2 separate regions of the Gossypium hirsutum genome follow, and region 1 is linked to region 2. A link is a contact called in public Hi-C data. All regions are on one chromosome and are shown on one strand. The core of a region is the stretch at or near the end of the contact, and the rest is flanking DNA. Distances in the headings are between cores, read along the strand shown. Region 1 has its middle 28 kb from the start of LOC107954886. Region 2 holds the start of LOC107954885 (rhamnogalacturonan I rhamnosyltransferase 1).

The links. Hi-C and Micro-C count contacts between places; a contact is called where the count stands out from the background.
Region 1: a contact with region 2 is called in a Hi-C map of fibers, with 2.1 times the contacts expected there. The contact joins the enhancer-like site here to the promoter of LOC107954885 in region 2. A contact is called at or near these places in 13 of 34 Hi-C or Micro-C datasets (anther, callus, fibers and 4 more).

What each region holds. Positions count from the first base shown.
Region 1 is chrD07:47,406,455-47,413,477 of Gossypium_hirsutum_v2.1, forward strand. No RefSeq gene overlaps it. Among protein-coding and RNA genes, the nearest start is that of LOC107954886, 28 kb to the right of the region's middle. Within about 2 kb of position 5,292, at least 6 of the 9 cell types and tissues checked have an H3K27ac peak or open chromatin away from gene starts, as enhancers often do. A contact at or near this core is called in fibers, where this site is marked.
Region 2 is chrD07:47,311,567-47,318,031 of Gossypium_hirsutum_v2.1, forward strand. It overlaps LOC107954885 (rhamnogalacturonan I rhamnosyltransferase 1), which reads right to left and starts at 3,274. Exons shown (of 8, transcript XM_016890570.2): 1 at 2,036-3,274; 2 at 1,593-1,660; 3 at 1,380-1,468; 4 at 1,119-1,284; 5 at 731-1,020; 6 at 442-646; 7 at 209-366. The coding sequence starts at 2,357.

The sequences.
Region 1 (7,023 bases), core at 4,042-6,541, 97 kb after region 2:
TATGCAAATATAAATGGTTTACTTGCACCATATCATCGAATATGATACCAGTTAAGAGAATTGAGCCAGACACAAGCACCAATGGCAACTCACGAACTCTTTAATTTGAGATATTTAAGGTTTTAAAATGTAGTTGAAAGGAAGTTTGTTGTTCTAAAAAATATTTCTCATATTAACATCACCTTAGTTTAGCATAAAAAATAAGATTGGATCGTACTAGCATGTTACATACTTCATAACTTCATTCAAAAGTGGAACTGGAATGATCCATACTTCGAAGAGTATATGGAAGAACAAGATCTTGATAATCTTAATGATACAGATTCTAATGATGATGATGATGAACTTGTTTAACGACCAATAGATGATGATAAGGAGCATATTTTAAATATTAAAGAGGGAATAACCTAACAAATATAGAACACTAAAACAATTAGATAAAATTGCATATGATATTTATTTTTCTTATTATTTTTATTAGTAATCATATTATCAACTATTCTTTCAGACTACCATAATAGATATGATGATTTGATTTTAATTTTTGTAACTTATTTAGAATTTCTTTTATCGTGTTAATAACTTTTTAGAGTAATTAATATTTTTAAAAATATAAATTATGTAACTATGTAATTAAAATTTGTAATTACAATGTAATTATACTTTGTCAACCAAACACATTTAGAGAATTACAATTCTTAGTACCTACAAAAATAATTTAATTACTATCCTAATAACTACACTTTTATTCAATTACTTTGCACTATAATTTTAGATGTATTATTCAAAAAAATTTCTTGCCTTTGGAACAATATAATACATCCTAGCTGTAAATTTAATTGACTGGAAAATGGACTTATATATATACTTTGTTTTTTAATTATATACACAACAATCTTTTTGTCTAATGTAATGAAAAAGAAGAAAATAATTTATTATTACTTTAATAAAATGTTATTATGATAAATACTACCTTGTGATCAAATTTCTTCTTAAAATTTAATTTTATTTATTATCAACATTAAATTCTATTATTATTATTACTATTTTTTATTTTTATTATTATTATTATTATTAGAATTCGATTTTAATAATATTATGGGTTTGTTTAGACCATACAGAGTAATTAAATGAAATTATAATTATTAGGGTAGTAGTTACAGTATCTTGTAATTACATAAAATTATAATTTCCTAAACATGTTTGGCTGATGAAGTGTAATTATATCGTAATTATCTATATCATACTGGGTAGTACAAATTAAATCATAATATATATTATGTTAATCTATAAAAAAGTTGATAATAAAATTACTAAAAATAGCAAGAAAAATAAAAATTATATGCAAATTTATCTAATTGCTCTAGTGCATATTTTTTGAATTATTCTCTCTTTAATATTTAACTTATACTCCTAATCATCATTTGTTGGTCCTTGATCAAGTTCATCATCATATGAATTTAAATTTACATCATTAAGATTGTAACACCCTAATTTATTTAATTTTGTTTTTGTGAAATTTGTCATAAATTTTTTATAAATATGTATTTGCTTCAATGGCTAAGTGTTTTGGATGTGTGTTTGAGGTCTTGGGCTTAAGTCTCACTTTTGAAAAATATATTATTTTTTATCCTAGTCTATTCATTATTTTATTTCTAGTCAAATCATATCAGAATGAGCCTATTGGTTCAAGTTCTAAGGTGTTAGCTTGCCTGAAGGTTTCATGTTTGAATTCCAGTGTAAGTGTGGATGATAATTTTTGCTTCGGTTGGCTGACAGAGGTTCGATAGAGTTAAAATTCTGAGGTAGTTGGATGTGGATTGAGGTGTCAAATTTGGTAGGATTATGTGGTTAATGAGTTAGTGGAGAGTTGGGATGTAGTAGGATTTTATTTCGAAGTAAAGAATTTTAATTTAATTTTAGTTTTTTTCTTATTTTATTTTTCCCCAAAATTCCTTTGACCTTTTTTTTCTTTTCCCCTCTCTATTACAATTAATTTCATTTCTTTTCCCTTTTGATTCTATCACCATTTTTTTCATTCAATCACAATACTTCAATTTTTTGGGTTCTTCGTGCTGCTTCGTAAGTAAGGGTTTGTTGTAGTTTTGAAGGAGTCTTAGTTAATGTTTCAATTTTCTGTTGGTATATAAAGTTGATTCAGTATACCATTTTGTTAAGTGATTTTCAGGAAATCCGAGACTCTCCGGTTGTGTAGTAAAATTAGAGGCTATTGTAGTCATGGGTAAGCTTTTGAAATGTTTTAGCGCAATCTTTTTGTTAAAATTTTGCTTTTGGTTGTGTTTTATTCGAGTGGTGACTCAATTGGAATTGAGGAATTAAGATTGATTTTCGGCATTTTGTTGATGGATTGTAGGTTTCGGTTGTCTCGAGATTGCTTTCACATAAAAAATGAGCCAGATGTGTAACGAGAACGCAAGAAAACGTCGATCGACGAAAGCCGAAAAACTAGCCTATCGACCCCACACTGGCGTGTGCTCGACTGTGTAGTCGCACACGGCCGTATGATGGGTGTGTGTGTGGCCGTGTGGGTCACACAACCTAGGCTAATTCGGGCGTGTGGCTGTGGGCCACATGGGCCCATGGGCCCAAAATTTAGAATTTTTCCCTATGGTCGCACATGTCATTTCCATTGACTATGGGCCTTCCGTAAGGTCGGTAAGGGCAAAACAAACCCTAAAGCATGAAATCTGCTACTCTAGTAGATTGGGTTGAGTATGATGAAATACGATATGTATGATCTGATTATTATGTATAAACATGTGTAATTTATGTATATGAGCATGCGAGACATGTTAGTTTTGACATATCTGTTATTCTGTTATCTGCATGTGTGTATGGGGTGGGATATGTATATGTGGAGGACGTATTCTATGAGGCGACATGTCGCCAATATACTGGCAGCATGGCTGCAACTTATTCTGACAAGTGTCGTACGGACACTTTGTGATGTGCAAGGCTGGGTGAGTGTTTTATACCCCACATAGTGTGTTGAGATGGTCAGAGTTGGTGTGTAGAGGATAGGGGTAAGACTTTGCATATCTGCATGATTCTGAGATAATCTGATTCTGTTAAGGATTTATGTCTGTATCTGTTCTGCTATGTGGGAAATCTAAGAATATATGTATGTATGTTTTCGTTAAGTTACACACTGATTTTTTAAAAATTCACATCTATTTGTCTGTTCTGTTTAGGTAATCCTCAAGCATAGGCAGATTGGTGCAACGGAGGCTCAGTGGTGACCACTAGTCTGTGAACTGTTTTTAATTAATAATTTATTTAATTTTCTAGATTTTCCTTGAGAGTTTTGTAATTTTGGGACTTTTTGGACTACTTGTTTATAATTTTTGGATTTGGATGTGTTTTGATTTTTATCCTGCAACGTATGATAAAACAATGGTTTTACGCAAACAAGTGTTTTTTTGAAAACACAAGCTCGATTTTCAAATATAAATACTTTTAAAACATCCGCTGCAAATTATGTTTTCTGAAAGAGCAAATTGTTGATAGTTTCGTTACTAAATATAATAATAATATGTTTTATAAAATGTGGACTCTTTTACTAATAAACTATACAGGGTTTTTAACATGATAAGATTGGATTTGAAACCCTTCTTCGTAACATTTCCAGATTCGGCCATAACGTCTAGACCAGGTTTGGGGTGTTACAAAGATTATCAAGATATCCTTCTTCCATGTACTCTTCAAAGTATGGATAATCTCAATTCCACTTATTATTATTGAAATTATGAAATATGCAACATATTACTACGATCCAACTTTGTTTTTTTTACTATACTAAGGTTATTTTGTTAATATGAGAATTTTTTTTTTTAGAATAACAAATGTATTCTCAACTACATTTCAAAGCCTTAAATGTCTCAAATTAAAGAGTTCGTGAATTGTCTATAGTACTTATTCATGACACCATTCTTTCAAATGGTATTATACCCCACGATATGGTGCAAAAAAAAATCTATGCATAAGTAGCACCAACCTTATAATATTTAGGTTCACATTCCAAATAGTCTATAACTTTCTCTCTAAGAATTAGAAAGTGTAATTGGGGTGCTCCAACTACACCCAATTTGGTGGAACTCATCTGTTATAATAGTTACCCAAACATGTCATCATTGTATAATTACAAGCAATTACACTCAAATTCAATTACTAAGTGACTTTCTAAACACTACCTATATGTCAAATATTTGAATTTAAATGTATCACATAAAAATAAGAAAAATTATTTGATATTCGAGTAAAATTTTTAAACTCGAGATTTTAAAAGTGCCGTAAAAAAATTCAAAAATTAGAAAAATACATATAATAGTATTTGAATCCTGCCAATAAAATTAAAATATTTCACTAACACTAGCAACTACTATCATTGTAAATAAAATTAATTAAATAATAAAATGATTTTTCTCAAAATTAGATCACCATGATAAATTATATAAATATATTTTATAATTTAATGTTTTAAAAATTGAATAATATAAATTAGTACACAACATATAAGGAAAATAATATAAATATCATACAAATACATTTATATACCATATATATAATATCCGGTAAAGTTTCCAATACTGATATTTTATTTTGGAAGCATAGCATGAGCTTATACAACACCTAGCTTGGATTTTCTAAGAGGTTTGGATAAATTAAAATTTTGGGTTATTATATAAAAAAAAAAGACCCAATTTAAGTTCAAGACTTTTGACAATGTTAACTTGCCATCAATTTTGTCACATGGCACACTAAGGTTGGGCCATTCAAAAAATCAAGCAATTTGTGTTATATTTATTTAAAAATTCTAAAAATATAAAAAAAATTAGAATTTTTCATTTTTTAATATAGATTTATTTTAAAGTAATAAAAATATTAAAAATTATAAAAAATTGCAGCCAATATCTTTGAGCTTATCAATAAGGCCTTCACGATTGTTTACAGCATTCTTCGATGGCTCCACTAACTTCAAATATGATTTAGACCCAACACATATGATTCAGACTCAAATTGCCTAAAAACTGTTACATCATCATCATCATCCGTTGTATTCTCAGCTTGTAAGCTTGGTTCTTTACTTTGAAACCCCATTGCCTAAAAACTTACCATTAAAAATGGAGGAAATCAGAAGGGAGGTCATAACTTGTAAATACCATTTGTATTCCCATATAAAGCAATCAAAATCCATATGAGCAACAAGGCAAATAAAATACCAATAATTGGGTTTCAAATAGTGTTGTCACGGCCGCGATGGTCGGCAAACCTCAAAAACAGTCTTTAAGCTTGAAAATCAAGCGTGAAATAGTAGAAATCAATGAAGCTAAAATTAGGGTTTAAAATTTTACCTACCTTAATTTCTGTGGTAGGCCTTGCACAGTAGAGACAGACAGACAGTGGGAAGCTTGCCTGGTAGCAGGAATGTGTTGAGAGTACGCCAGAAAATTTTTAAAGGAAATCTTTATAAAAAAATTTATATTTGTTTCCATTTTTTTAACTTTTATAATTTAAAAAAGGGGTAAATTTCACCAACAATCACCCAACTTTGGGGTAGCTAACAAAACAGTCACCTAGGTTTCATTTTAGTCACTCAACTTTTAAAAAGTTACAAACAGCCACTAACGTTATAAAAAAGTAAGAAAATAGTCACTGATTAACAATTTCCGTTAGGGTGTTAACGGACCGCTGACGTGGCAAGTTAACTTGCCACGTTGGTGAAGCGACTGATGGGTCTTGGTTTGGGGCGGGTTTAGGGAAAATTTGAAGGGTTATGGGGTTTAGGGGTAAAAAATTAGAAATAGATTAGGATTAAAGAGGTTTGGGGGGAAAAAAGAAAATCGATTTGGGGAAATTTTGATTGTGATTTGGGTTGGTTTAGGGTTGAAACTGATTCGGGAATCGATTAAAAAGGGTTTAGGGTTAGAAATCGATTCAATAATCGATTAACAGGGTATAAGGGTTTAGGGTACGATTGGTCTTTTTTGTTTGGGGAGAAAAGAAGAAGAAATCAGAAACCATTCAGTGTTTCTGATTCTCAGCGACAATGGGCAATAGAAGAGAAGCTGACAATGTTGTTACATCCACTTTAACTGGTAAGTTGTTGCATTTAGTTTTTTATTTTTTAGATTTAGGGTTATTTCGATTTCAATTTTGATTTTGATTTTGATTTTGATTTTGATTTCGATTTCGATTTCGATTTTGATTTTGATTTTGATTTCAATTTTGAAACACTCACTGATTTTGATTTTGATTTTGATTTCAATTTCGATTTCGATTTCGATTTCGATTTTGATTTCGAATTGGATTTTGATCTAGGGTTATTTCGATTTTGGTTTTATTTGTTATTAATGTGCATGACAGATTAGGTTTTGGTTATTAAAGTGAATGACATATAATGTGTATTATATGCCATGTGCATGATGTTTATTGTTTTATCTGCCATTGTATGAATACCATTATCAAACTGATGTTTATTGTTTATATCTGCCATTGTTTGTATCCAAGCTGCTATATTGTATGTGGCAATATCAAATTTGTTATTTACCTTCTATATTGTACTGGCTATTGTATGTTATTGTTTGCCATGTGCATGACAAAAATGGTTGTGTTTGTATTAAATTATTTTTGTATTAGTTGTCTACCATGTGCATGGCAGAAATGGTTGTGTTTGTATTAAATTATTTTGTATTGGTTATTGTCTGACAGAAATGGTTAAAGTGTTTGCCTATGTTGTCTGCCTTTATTGATGAGTAATTTGTTTGGCAGGTTTAATTGATGACAATTTAATGAGAATGAAGAAGAAATGTCTAGCAGTGATGTGTCTGGTAGTGATGCATCTGAAAGTGATGTGTCTAATAAGATAAGAGTTAATTTATATGGTTTAAACATGGATGGTATAGAAATAGGTGAACCATGTGATAGTGATGATTCTGAGAGGTTAGATAGTGCACATGAATCTGACTCAAATAGCCAAAATTGGCCTGAGTTCAACCTATAGAT
Region 2 (6,465 bases), core at 2,024-4,523:
CTTGAATACTTTAGATCATTACATTTCAGTCCTGTGCCGCCTGTGGCAGGCCCTCCACCAGGCTATCATGTTTTTTTTTTGTATTATTTTGGTAAATAAAAAAAATTAATATTCTTTTGGTATTTTTTTTTATTTTTTTTGTAATATTTTTGTAAAAGATCCGAATTGTAAGTACAAGAATTGATGCGAGAGTGTCAGATGTGTTTACCTCCGATGGCCTTCGACAACCTTGGCCATGTTTCCGTCATATGTAGGAACGAATATATCACTTTCTAAGGAAACTAGATAATCCAACGCTGCCATTTGGGATGAGTGGTTTTGGAAGAACTTCAAGTCCGATCGAACTAGCAGAGTCTCCTTTCTGACCTGTTGTGCAAGAAAAGCCGACTGTTAGATCACATATAACATGCATTGTAGATGCCGAACATACATCTTACTGACCAAATTAGGAAATGCTTCTGCCAACGGAGCCATCCGTCTCTCTCCACCATATATTTCTCCAGCGGCAATGTAAATTTGAACATTGCGGTCAATACCGAGCGCTCTTAATACTAGAGCAGTTTCTTCGGGTGTCAAAGGGCACAAACCTTCTTTCCTTTTCATTTCTGAATTTATTACTTTTTCCTTCCACCAGGGATAAGCATACCTAATAATACCGGATTTGCTGTAATTAGTAAAGAGATGACATAATTTATTGTTGTGGGAATGACAAAAAAGGCTTACAGCATACCTCATCCTTGTAAGTTCTTCCTCTTCATCGCTGTTGCAACCATGAGTGCAGCCGGAAAAAGCCAACATGTCCATTTCATATCGGAGATGAAGCACGAGAAAAGGGCCTTTTTCCCTCAAAATCTTGACAACCCTTCTACCCAATTCCTCGATTTGAGAAGTAAATTTAAGCGCATTGAAATTTACACGGCAGCGCAACTTCTGAATCTCGGGTGGTAGGTTATTATTTGCAAGCCGAGCATCAGTTTTATTCAACTGTACAACTTTGTGCTTTTGCACAAGAGGAAGAATCTGGTAACAATGACTCCAGAATTAGATGCAATACAACGAATTGCAAACAATACCAGGACAGCAAAGCTTATTCCATCTTTAATCGATAGGCAACTAACCTGATGAGCATAATAAGAAATATCGGACCAACTAATCGGTTGCATAGAGAGGAACATTCCTTGGTCAACTCGATGCTGAACTCGGGGTGGTAATTCCTTCAATATCCGAACCTCATCTCTCAAGGAAGTAATGAAGTGATCAACATCGAAAATGTCCTTAAACTCACTGATCATAATTTATAAACAATCAATTTGAGGATCATCTTGAATTGCAGCTCATAATTCGAATCCAAAAACAAAGATTAAATAGATAGTATGTACCTAGGGTCATTCCAGAAAGAGGTTTTATCTAGTTCAGGAACAATAAGTGTGACATTTAGGTATCTGGCAATGGCAACCATGTCGCAAATCTGCAGAACAGAAGCCGGAAAAGACATGAAATGGTTAGCATCTGAACAGGAAAGTTATGAGCTAAAAAACAGACAGTGAAACAAGGAAATTCCAAATGATGCTGAGATGAAAAAATCAACTTACCGCAGCTCGCATTTGGTTGAGTCCTCCATTGCAGGAAACCATAAGATAACCATTATTCTTATATAACCCTGTAAAAAAAAACAGTCATCAAATAAGAACAGTAGTCATAGACAACTTGATTGGGGGGGGGGGGGGTTCTTCAATTTCCATCAAAGGGAAAAAGCAGAAAGCCCCATAAAGGCTTTAATAGCTGATAAGGCAAGCAAAAGATTCACAGGTTAATTGACATAAGAAAAAGGGGGAAAAAAGATGATAAAAAGCAAAGTCTTTGTTAAGGACTTAAGAAGGCATCTTTGACAGAAAAAATTGCCTGTTCACAAGAAATACATACAAACAAACAAACAAACAAACACCAAATATTGAAGAAATGGCGATTAATTAAAATCAATCATTGCATACTCAAGAAATCGCAAATAAAAAGAAAGGAACTTTTGAGAACTTACTTTTCGGTGGAAGAATGAGTTTTGGTGGAATAGAAGACAATTCAGGAGCAACCAAAGGCAACTCAGAAGTAGAATGAGTGAAACAAGAAGGCCAGCCTTTGAGCAACTTGGGACCAAAAAATTCGCCTAATGTCATCAAATGAGCAAAGCATGTCCATATCAAAATTGTGGTTAATGCCCTTATCATCCATAGCTTCATTCTAGACCTTGAAACCATTGAATTCTTTAACTTCTCCACTTTCCCTTCCCCAAACATCTTAATTTTCATTTCCCACTGTTTCCTGTAATCACACTTTCCACTTGTCTCTTCTACTCTGCACATTGTAAATTACCCCTTTTCACCTCAAACTTCACCCCCACTTGATCCAAATCTTCAGGCTTTTTTAATCAATTATAATGCAAAAAAAAAAAAACCTCTGAAATTTTGGGTTTTCTTTTCCCAAGATATGGTGATTTCTGAAAATTTTAATAAACTTAACCACCAACTCCTTGAACTCTAAACTTCCCTTGTAACCAAACTTTTGAATTAAGATAATAACAAAAACCTTAGCTAGAAACAACAGCTCCACCAAGCTTACCAAAAGCAAAACTAAAGCTTAAAAAAGACAAACCCAGATTTAAAAAACTTACTTATTTTGGCCAAAACCCCGTAAACTCTCAACATACATTATCCAAATATGCAAAACCCAGAATTCTTATGATTCGGTTTCAGCTAAATCTCCACTAACTACTCCCCAGAAAAGCCTTCTTTTCAAAATGATCCAAAAAAAAAAGAAAAAAGAACCAAGTTCCTTTAGCTTATAAACAGAATGCTGAAAAGGGAAAAGCCTCAATTGAGGTTCATTCTCTTTTTCCGGTGAAACTTCCCGACCAGATCCCGGCGAGGTCGACGCCGGTGAACTGCTCAGAAAAGAAAACCAAAGTTGTGAGCTTGAGAGAGAGAGAGAGAGAGAGGGGGACAGGGACAGGGACAAAAGAGGTGAGAGCTTTGAGTTGTGGTTTGATAGAAGGGAAAGAAAAAGGTTAAAAGCCTGCAATTAAGGCATTAATGTGTTGGGATTTCTTTTGCTGTTAAGGAGTTGGAGGATCTTCACTGCAGCTGTTGATAATTGAGGAAACTATAAAACCTTGTAATTCTGTCAATTATAATTTTTCGTCATAAAGAAAGGAAAATAATTAGCTGTAACATTAAACAAAGATAACAAAACGAGTATTTTCAGTTCCTTTTAGTTTTCTTTCTTCCTTTTTATTAATTAAATTTTCTATTATTAAAATAACAAAATCATCCGCGAAATCAAACCCTTTTTTGTTTCAAAATGTCGGCGTATTTTACACTTCATAGATGTTATAAAAGTTAGGGTTAATTGCACTACAGCTCCCCAAATTATGACCTAAATTATAAATTAATTTTTAAACTTCAAAATATAACATCATATTAGCCTATCCATTAGTTTGGATGTTGTTGATATAATTCCAAGTAATGAATCCAATTTTAACCACGTCACGTGAACAACTTTCATCAATGTGTTAAAAAATTATTACTACTAAATTTTAATGATATTGTGTTTTTTTAGGGATATTAAATTCTTTTAGCCTTCCAACTTTATAAAATATATATTAATTAGTCCTTCATTTAATTTTTCACCTATTTTAACCCTTAAACTTATATTGTTTGTCAAATCACCTTAAAATGTATGAAAAAATTAATATTTGTTAACTTTGTTAACGTGACATACACGTGGATCACTACATGTATGCCATGTAAGTTAAAAAATTAAAAATATTATTTTTAATTTTTAAAATTTTTTTTTTTACATTTTTCAAATTTAAAAAAATTTATTAATGGTTGATATGACATCTACGTTTATCCCACGATAGCTAACTTTTCATCTATTTTGGGGTGATTTGACAAACAACACAAATTTAAAAGCTAAAAAAATGAAAAATTAAATGGAGAGTTAAAATGATTTTTTTTTGTAAAGTTGGAATGACAAATAAATCATTCTGTTTTCTTTTTTTTTAATATGCTAAATTCAAACTACCTTTACAGTTAGCGGTGTTCAAACGGTCAGTTCGATTATTAATCGAATTACCCGAAATGTAAAAATCTTTAATTGCTAATCGAACTAATTTTTTTTCAAATATATTAACCGGACCGAAATATTTTGGTTAATTCAGTCGGTTAATCAAATTAATTGAAATTTATATGTTTTTATCTTTTGGTTAAAATAAGTATAAAACATATAAAAAAATACATTGTTAATGTTCATTTTTTTTAATAGTTCAAAAAATATATTATATGTTATATATTATTTATTTTGATTAATATAAAAAATAATAGTTCGAAAAATACATTGCTAATATAAAAAATATATTATATAATATATTATTTATTTTGATTAATTCGGTTAATTACCCGATTTCGAACCGAAATAACTGATAATCAAAATTTTAAAAAATCATTAACCGATTTTCGACCGAATTAATTCAGCCATCGACCGATTAACCGAATTAAATCGGTTCGGTCAATTAATTCAATTTTAACCGAACAATGAACATCCCTGCCTACAGTAGATATATAAGTACTTAAAATTTGATCCATGTGTTTTAAATATGTTTCATATTAGTCCTAAAGTAGCATTTAACGTCAAAATTGAAGAATCTAATTGATAAGAAAATGATACTTTAAAAACTCAATTACAATGTTTTAAAATCTAAATAATAATTTACAAACGTTTGCTACCATAAACCCTAGAAGTTAATTTTGCATATGGCTTGCATAGACACATTAATTCAAATTAAATCGAATTTAAGATAATTTTTTAATATTTAGAGTTAATTCAGTACGATTCAATTTACTATTTAGATAATAAAAATTATTTAAATTTAATTATTAAAATTTATAAATATCAAAATAAAAAATAATATTCTTGAACTTAAATAAATGCTAGTTTTTTTATTTTGTTCTAACATATTTTTGAAGAGAAGAGATTGTATGAAACCATGATTCCATGTCATCCCTATCCCTTTCCAATAGGAGAATGACAAATTAACTTTTTCTTCTTGATTTTTAGCACTTTTAGTTGGATCTGAATTTTTTCAAGAGGAAAATTTTAATTTGTCATTCTCTTATTAGAAAGGGATAGAGATGCTATGGAATCATAGTTTCATATAATCTTTTCTCATTTTTGAAAGTTTATATACATAAAAGAAAATTAATTTTTTTAATTTTTATAATTGAATGTAAGACTTGGAGTTATTTGAGATTAAACCCAAACCTTTATACCTACAACCTAATACTTTTAACACTAAATCAACAAACTTTTATTTTTCATTAAAATTTTCTCGGTTTAAGTTTTCTTAGTATACCAACTAATTAGGGAGTCCTTTTTCTTTCTTAACTATCATTCAAAACTTAAAATATAACATGATTAAACCATTATTCACAACATCAACTAGATATTTTTTTATATAGTCTAATTATAGATATACATATTATTAGTTACTTTGAGTTAGTTGTTGAGTTAATTTTTCAATTTAGTGTTTATAATGGTCATTTTTAATTGTATATATCATAAAAACAATTATATATATATATATTAGATTACGGTACATTTACAAGTTGAGTGAAAAGTTTATGTAAAAAATATATTTATAAAAAAAACATGTAAAAAATAGATGAGTCTTTCTGCTAAAATGGTAAAATTGAAGCTTTAGAGGTTATGATATTTTAGGTTTAAATCTTACCATATATTTTATTTTTTTAAATTTATTTTGAGTTTAAATTAATTTTTTATAAATTTTATATAAAAATAAAAAAATAATAACAAAAATAAGTACCCTATAATAATATTCATACTTTATAAAAAGAAATATCATTTACCAATTAAATTTATATTTAATTAACTCGAGATATTAACTTAACCAAAATATATTATCTTAATGAAATTTGTGCGTACAATATAAACTCTATCCAATCTAAGTCAAAAGATAAAATATTTTTCAAATATTGCATAGTTGATCGTATAAAATGTAATCTAAGGTTTTTATATACTAGATTTTTTTTTCTTATTATTTCTATTTTGTTTTGAAGTATTAAAGAAATGTTGAAATTTTCATCATAGTTAAATTTAATAATGAGGTAGATTGAGTCTTAACTCGATTGGTATAGATATTGTTGACAATACAGGAGGATGTGAGTTCGAGTGCGTGTTGAAATGCATTATCCTCTTATTTATGAGTTGGGGTGACAAAATTTTCAAAACTGAATTAGTGGTCAAATTGATTAGCTAATATATTTTCAATTCAATAAATTTTTAACCTGATTTAACTTTTTCATACTAATCCAATCCATTTTTGGTCCGTTAAACAGTCAGCTTAACTCATCAATGATATTTTTTACATCATAAATCGTTAATAAACTTCTTTCT